2 separate regions of the Hordeum vulgare genome follow, and region 1 is linked to region 2. A link is a contact called in public Hi-C data. All regions are on one chromosome and are shown on one strand. Each heading gives the region's core, a stretch centred on a gene start, on an enhancer-like site or on the middle of the called end of the contact. The rest is flanking DNA. Distances are from core to core; before and after follow the strand shown.

Region 1 (3,365 bases), core at 409-2,908, 600 kb after region 2:
GTTAGCCAACAAACCAATATCAGGTTCTTTTCATAAAACGCGCAGAAAAATATAAAAATATATAGCAGGGGTTGATATTTGGATTTTAATTTTTATATATAATTAGTAACAGTTATGTAATGCCGCAATTATTTATAATTCCAACCCTTTTTCTGAAAAAATGTTCCTAAAATTTTCTGTTTCCTTTTACGACAGTTCAAAAATTTCAGAAATCAAAACTGTTTGAAAATTGTTCTCACTCTAAAAAATTGTTCAGAAATAAAAAATATTTGATATTTGAAAATATGTCCGGTGTTTATAAACAATGTTCACCAATTTGAAAAAAGTGTTTGTTTTTTCAAAATGTTCCTAATTGAAAAAATTCTTTGCATTCAAAAATACTATTCAGAACATCGGAAAATGGTCTTATTAATGCCAGGACAATTTTCTGAATGTGAACAATTTTGTGATAAAGGGAATATTTTATAGAACTCCAATTCACAAGAACAATTATAACTTGAAAACATTTTTTGAATCTTAAGATTTTTTTTTGAAAAATCCTGAACAAATTTGTAGCGTGAAATGTTTTTATAGTACGGACGTTTTTTGAATCTTGAGAACAAATCTTAAAACCGAGAACAATTTAGAAAAATCTTGAACAAATTTGGAAGCGCGTACAAACTTTTAAAGCACAAACATTTTTTGAATCCTGAGAACATTTTTTTAAAAGGAAAACAATTTTGGAAAGCCCCCAAAAAATTGAAAGCGCAAACAAATATTTAAAGCACGAACATGTTTTGAATCTTGAGAATAATTTTTGGAAGCGAAAGCAATTTTGAAAAATCGTGAACTAATTTGGAAGCACGAACAATTTTTTAAAGGTTGAACATTTTTGAATCTTTAAAATCCAAAACATTTAGATAAAACTCTCAGAACATTTTTTCAAATTTCGGAACAATTTTTCAAAATTCCTGAACATTTTTTTATATTCCCGGACTATTTGTCAAATTCCTGAACATTTCTGAAGTTCCGAAACATTTTTTTCAAATTCCGAAACATTTTTCAAGTTCCATAATATTTTATTGAAAATCCGGAACAATTTTTCAAATTCCAGAACATTATTTTTTAATTCTGGAACATTATTTTTTCAAATTTCAGAACATTTTTCAAAATTCCGAAACATTTTTCGAAAATCCAGATTCTTTTCTTTAAAGGCAGAACACCTTTTGAAAATCAAAAACATTTTACAAAATCCAGAACATATTTTGCAAATCTAGATCAATTTTTTAAAAAGTAAGAACATTTTTTTAAAATCAAAAATATTTTTAAGACAGAAACAGATAAAAAACATAAAAGAAAAAAGAAAAAAAAGTTAGACCAGTTCAAGAAACCTTCTAAAAGTTTCCTAAAACTAGGAAAAAACCGGCTGAAACTCTATAAGGTTCCTAAAAGGGAAACGCTCGAGCAGTTATATGGGCCGGCACGTTGCGTCGCTGCTGGGTCGCTCGTCTGTACGAAGTGCCGACAGCTGGACACAACGAGCCGTAAATAGGATATTCTTTGAACCTCCCCTATTGAAATAACGTAATATGCCTTCTCTGGCCGTAACGTAATATGCCTTCTCTGGCCGTAATTTACTTTGGGCTTGAAAGGACTCGGCCTATGAGCCCTTTTAACGTGTGTAATCGAACAACCTCCTGACAGTTACACGAGAACCCCACTCTGTGGGTGTCTCTCTCACTGGCTCGCCCCACTCCCCCAACCCCAAGATGCCCAATTCTCTCCTGCTGCTGCTCCTCCTCCTCGTCCTCCGCGCAGTCGCCGGAGACGCCGCCCCCGATTCGTCAGACCCCTGCGCGGGCCGCAGGATCCACATCAGGGACTTGCCCCCGCGCTTCAACACGCACCTCCCCCGCCACTGCGACGCCGCCTTCCCGCTCGCCGACCCGTCCTCGTCGGCCACCTCCGCGCCGACCTGCGAGTCGCTCGCCAACCACGGGCTCGGCCCGCGCACCCACGCCCGCAGCCGCTCTTGGTACCGCACCGACGCGCGCCTCCTGGAGCCCTTCTTCCACCGCCGACTCCTCGAGCGCCGCTGCCTCGTCGCCGACCCCGGCCTCGCCGACGCCGTGTTCGTCCCGTACTACGCGGCGCTCGACTCTATCCCCTACGTCCTCGACCCCTCGCTCCTCAACTCTTCCGCGCTTCACGGCGCGTCCCTCGCGCAGTTCCTGGCGCGCGACCGGCCCCAGATCCTGGCGCGTCGGCATGGGCACGACCATTTCATGGTGCTCGCCGGTTCCGCGTGGGACCACTCGCAGCCGCCGCGTGCGGAGCCCCGGCTGCTGGGCACTACGTCGCTGGTCAGGCTGCCGGAGTTCGAGAACTTCACGTTCCTGGCGCTCGAGTCGCGCTCGTGGCCATGGCAGGAGCACGCGATCCCGCACCCGACGTCTTTCCACCCTGCCTCGCTCCCGCGGCTGGAGGCCTGGCTTGCGCGCGCGCGGCGCTCCCGCCGCGCCACGCTGATGCTCTTCGCCGGCGGCGTCTCGCGCCCGTCCAGGCCCAACATCCGGGGCTCCATCCTCGCCGAGTGCGCGAACCGCACCGACGCGTGCGTCGTCGTGGACTGCTCAGCCGGCAAGTGCTCCCACGACCCCGTGCGGTACATGCGCCCGATGCTGGGCGCCAAGTTCTGCCTGGAGCCGCCGGGGGACACGCCGACGCGGCGGTCGACGTTCGACGCCATACTCGCCGGGTGCGTGCCGGTGTTTTTCGAGGACGCCGCGGCGAGGCGGCAGTACGGCTGGCACCTCCCCCCGGGGCGGTACGACGAGTTCTCCGTGCACATTCAGAAGGAGACGGTGGTGCTCGGGGGCGTCAAGATCGCTGAGACGCTGGCGGCCGTGCCCGACGCGGAGGTGCGGAGGATGCGAGAGCGCGCGCTGGAGATGGCGCCCAGGGTGCTCTACCGGAGACACGGGAGCACCGCGGAGCTGAGGGAGGCGGGTAAGGACGCGGTCGACCTCGCCGTGGACGGCGCGCTCCGGAGGATTCGCAGGCGGGCTCGCGCGCTGGAGGAAGGCCAGCCGGAGAGGATATACGCGCAGGAGGATGACAGTGTCGAGACGTAGGACTACGAAATGAAATGAAATGCTCTTGAGGACATTCTCTTAGTCTGGATTTGGACATTTTTATGTCGTGCAAAATCCGCAGTTTACTTCCATCTTTCGCTTTGAAGAGTGTACATTTGCTATGTCATCCACGAGATTTATTCTCCTTGCAAATGTGGCAAGCCAATTGCATTTCAAGTGTTGCTGTTGTGCTATAGAAATAGAACTGACTACTGAACGCAGTTGGCACTAGAAGGAGAATAAGATGGTCGT
Region 2 (3,607 bases), core at 1,029-3,528:
GTATATTACATTAAAATATACCAGGAACACAAACTGGGGACAACATGAAACTAGTACAAAGTGTAGGGAGCTAATAAGAACATTGAACAACTAACCAACATGACCAGTTAGGTGTGACAAATAAAAGGAGGCAGCAGCATCCGGATGAAAGCCAATATGTACTTCTGGAGTGGCAAACACCTGAAAATAGTAGTTGTGCACAGATTTATAGTTGTCCTTGTCCATACCCAACTTTGCAATTTCATAAACGCATAGTTAAAATAAAGTGTCTAGACAGAATATTACTGCACTATGATTACCAGCTCCTTAAGAGCAACTTAAAAGAATCAAATCAAGCAAAACAACTGACATACTGTTCTATCAGTGGCAACGCGAAATGTTCCAGGAATGGAAACACCTCCTCCACCACCCATAGTAACACCGTCAAGAATGGCAACCTTGCAATATAAATGTGATATCAGCTGTTTATCCAAAAAATATCTAGACAAAATGTACAGTTTTAAAAATGAGTCCGTGTACTTACATGTGGTTTTAAGTATGTGCCTAGAACATAGATGAAACTGTACAAAGTCCTGAAAAAATCTTTAGACTCGTCCAGCTTGCCTGATTCAACATAAGACAAGGTTAACATTAAAGGAAATATGCGGCATATGACTAAAACAGGTTATCACTGCATACAAATTTCCACTGGAAATATATGAAGTCAGGAATTTATTATATGTATTCTATTTGTGCAATAAAAAAACTGCTGTTTTTTAGATAAACTTTCAGAAGGGAATGAAGAATGCATGAAAAAATTAGGAGTTCCGCCATCATAACCACTTTTACTTTTCCAATGTAAATGTACTAGAAACTTTAATAAGTTGGTCAGTGTTCCCTGTATAATGGAAGCAATTACCATATTTAACAAATAAATATAATAATATGATGCACAGCATCTTCCCACTTACCTTCATTGATAAGTTGGCGCAATCCAACAACATCCCCACCAGCACAGAATGCTCGGCCGCTGCCCTTCATGCAATACACACCTCAGTTTAGATTCGTCTAGTTCCATTAGCATCATGCAAATGATGAAGCGCTATACCTTCATCATGACGAAACCAATGTCAGGGCTGTCCTCCCATGATTCGTAGAACTTGTTGAGCCTAGCTCCCTATCAAGACAGCAATTCGACTAAAAGTCAGAACCATGCACCAAGAACATACAAGTCAGAAATAAATGATACATGCAGTCAACATAAATACACATGGATTAAAAAAGTAACAGGAATCTGCAGGGTTATTAAAGCACCAGATCAAGCGGTTGAAGCGGTATGTATGGAAATGCAGAAATTACACCGAGCATGACACTTGTACAACCAAATAAGCAAACCATACACTCAGTGGCGGCGTCAAGCCCCAGGCAGCCCATGCAGCCGCCTGAGGCGCGGCTGAGAAATCCTTCATGTACTGTAGGATACAGTAGCATAAGGCCGACCTGGGGCATTGGCAGATCCTGCCTCCGCCATTGCATACACCCATAATCAGGTAAGCGTCTCACGAAATAGGTCCTGAATATGCATCTGAGGGGAATTATATGCACTACTACATTGATGACGTCCCACAGACATCCAATCAGATACCACAAAGCAAATCATCACAAGGGCATGATCTGACAGTCAATGTACGATTGTACTTTAACATTTCAAATAATCCAATTACAAACTTGATGAAGCAACAGTTGTGCAAGGCCACTAAGGCATTTCATCGAATGCCTCGCCTACAGATTGACTGGGATGCTCCAACACATCATCAACCACACAAACGTTTGCCATAGAACACACAGGCATTCCATCGACACCCACACACGATTGATCCAAAGGCGCAGAAACTATTTTACGAAGCAAATGAAGGGACACGTACCATAGTGGTGGTGAGGGCGTTGAGATGGCCGGGGCGGTTGAGCACGGAGGCGCGGGCACTGGCCTTGCCTTCCACCAGCACCTGGAAGCACGCGCCAAACGCGATACAATGTCAGCGACGGAATATCTCGCCTCCGATCACGGAGGCAGGGAGAGGCCGCCAAACGAGCAGTCAACCGGCGCGCAGTTACCTCGTCGCTGTCGTGGGCGGCAGGAGTAGCGGGTGACGGGCGGAGGGAAGAGAGATACCTACCGCCGACGACGCCGCGGCGGAGGGCCTCCCCGGCGCGGCGAGCGGCAGCGGCGGCGGCGAGGCTGGGCATGGTGGAGCGTATAGGGTTTTGGAGGCGGAGAAGAATGGGGAAAGGAAGTGAGCACCTATGTGACCTGTGAGAGATGCCGAAATGGAACCAAACCATAGCGTGGGTTGGGCTGCAGGGGCTTCTGGGCTTTATGCAGGGGACTCTGGGCTTTCCTGATGGCCTGTCTGTTCCAGTCCAATAGCCTTTGTTTTCCTCCTCACAGAACGTTCTCCTCAACTAGTTTCAAATTTCAAAACAAAACAAAAAACCTCATCAAGAAAACAAAAACGTTCTCTCTAAAGTCTCCGTTGTTCCAAAGGGATTTCCGTTTCAAAAAAATAGATTTCATAAGATTATTTAGGATTCCCTAGAAAAAAATAGGATCTAAATCTTTTATAAAAAAATATGCTTATCTTTTGGTTTGTACTGATTGAAATCCATAGAATTAATTTACACTCGATTTTGGAAGAAATTTTCCATCCAGTTACCTCTTGCTTGAAATTATTTATTTTTACAGTATCCTCTTCCATATAAATACATGCTGTTTTATAATCTATATCTATACCTATTAATATAAATTGTTATTTATTTTCTTTTTAAGATTTTTTACTAAGGTGGTACTAATTTTTCGAGCACGCTCATCCAAAATAACAATGACTTTGTTTTTGTTTTGGGACTCCTGAAAAAACTAATCGGTGTTGTTATTGGTCCACGTTCATGTTATGGGGCTCGAATAAAAAATGTTCTACTCCCGTTTTATTTGTGCAAATCCACGCATGCGAGGAAGCAGAAAAAATATTGGTCCAAATCCACGTATGTGAGGAAGCAGCAAAAAAATATTAGTCCAAATCAACGCATATGAGGTAGCAGCAAAAAAACATTTGCTAGCATGAGATTCAAAACTTTAGACCTCCCCTCCTCACACTACAATTGTAGCCAGTTGGACTAGATCTCCAGTTGTCCTCGAAAACCGGGTTAACTATTTGATACATTTACTTATTGGCCGAGTTGTTTACAATTTTCTTTGCGTGTCCCCTGCTGGGCCAAGTTGGGCCTGGTCCAAAGCCTACAGCAAAAAGAGCTCGCTTTTTTTTGATATAAAACAAATTCGCTAACTAATTAAATAGTCCCACCTCATTCTTTTGCACCCAATTTGTTCAGTTTATATACTACGTGAGTGCGAGAATTAACGAGCAACCTTGGCAATCAGCTAATGGAGAGAGAGAGAGACCTACTTAAATCGGTGGCTAATTGGTCGGCCTCCCATGTGATAGGAAAATTGTTGGCTAATCGAGGGAATATATTGAGGCACTCTTAGGCCCAGTTCTTTTCACTCGGGATTCTATAGAATATGTTTGTTGATAGGATAGGGGGTACACTTCTAATTCTAAACGTTTTCTTT

What was found. A called contact is a pair of places that touch in the nucleus more often than the background predicts.
Region 1: a Hi-C map of seedling shows a contact between it and region 2, with 6 times the contacts expected there. The contact joins the promoter of LOC123411485 here to the promoter of LOC123438385 in region 2. A contact is called at or near these places in 4 of 6 Hi-C or Micro-C datasets (leaf and seedling) and 1 of 1 datasets of contacts at active chromatin or transcription factors (embryo).

What each region holds. Positions count from the first base shown.
Region 1 is chr1H:375,493,192-375,496,556 of MorexV3_pseudomolecules_assembly, forward strand. LOC123411485 (probable xyloglucan galactosyltransferase GT19) reads left to right here and starts at 1,659. Exons shown (of 1, transcript XM_045104443.1): 1 at 1,659-3,365. The coding sequence starts at 1,749. The coding sequence ends at 3,113.
Region 2 is chr1H:374,892,254-374,895,860 of MorexV3_pseudomolecules_assembly, forward strand. It overlaps LOC123438385 (3-hydroxyisobutyryl-CoA hydrolase-like protein 2, mitochondrial), which reads right to left and starts at 2,279. Exons shown (of 14, transcript XM_045115773.1): 1 at 2,095-2,279; 2 at 1,905-1,985; 3 at 1,088-1,156; 4 at 951-1,014; 5 at 524-603; 6 at 354-437; 7 at 96-180. The coding sequence starts at 2,226.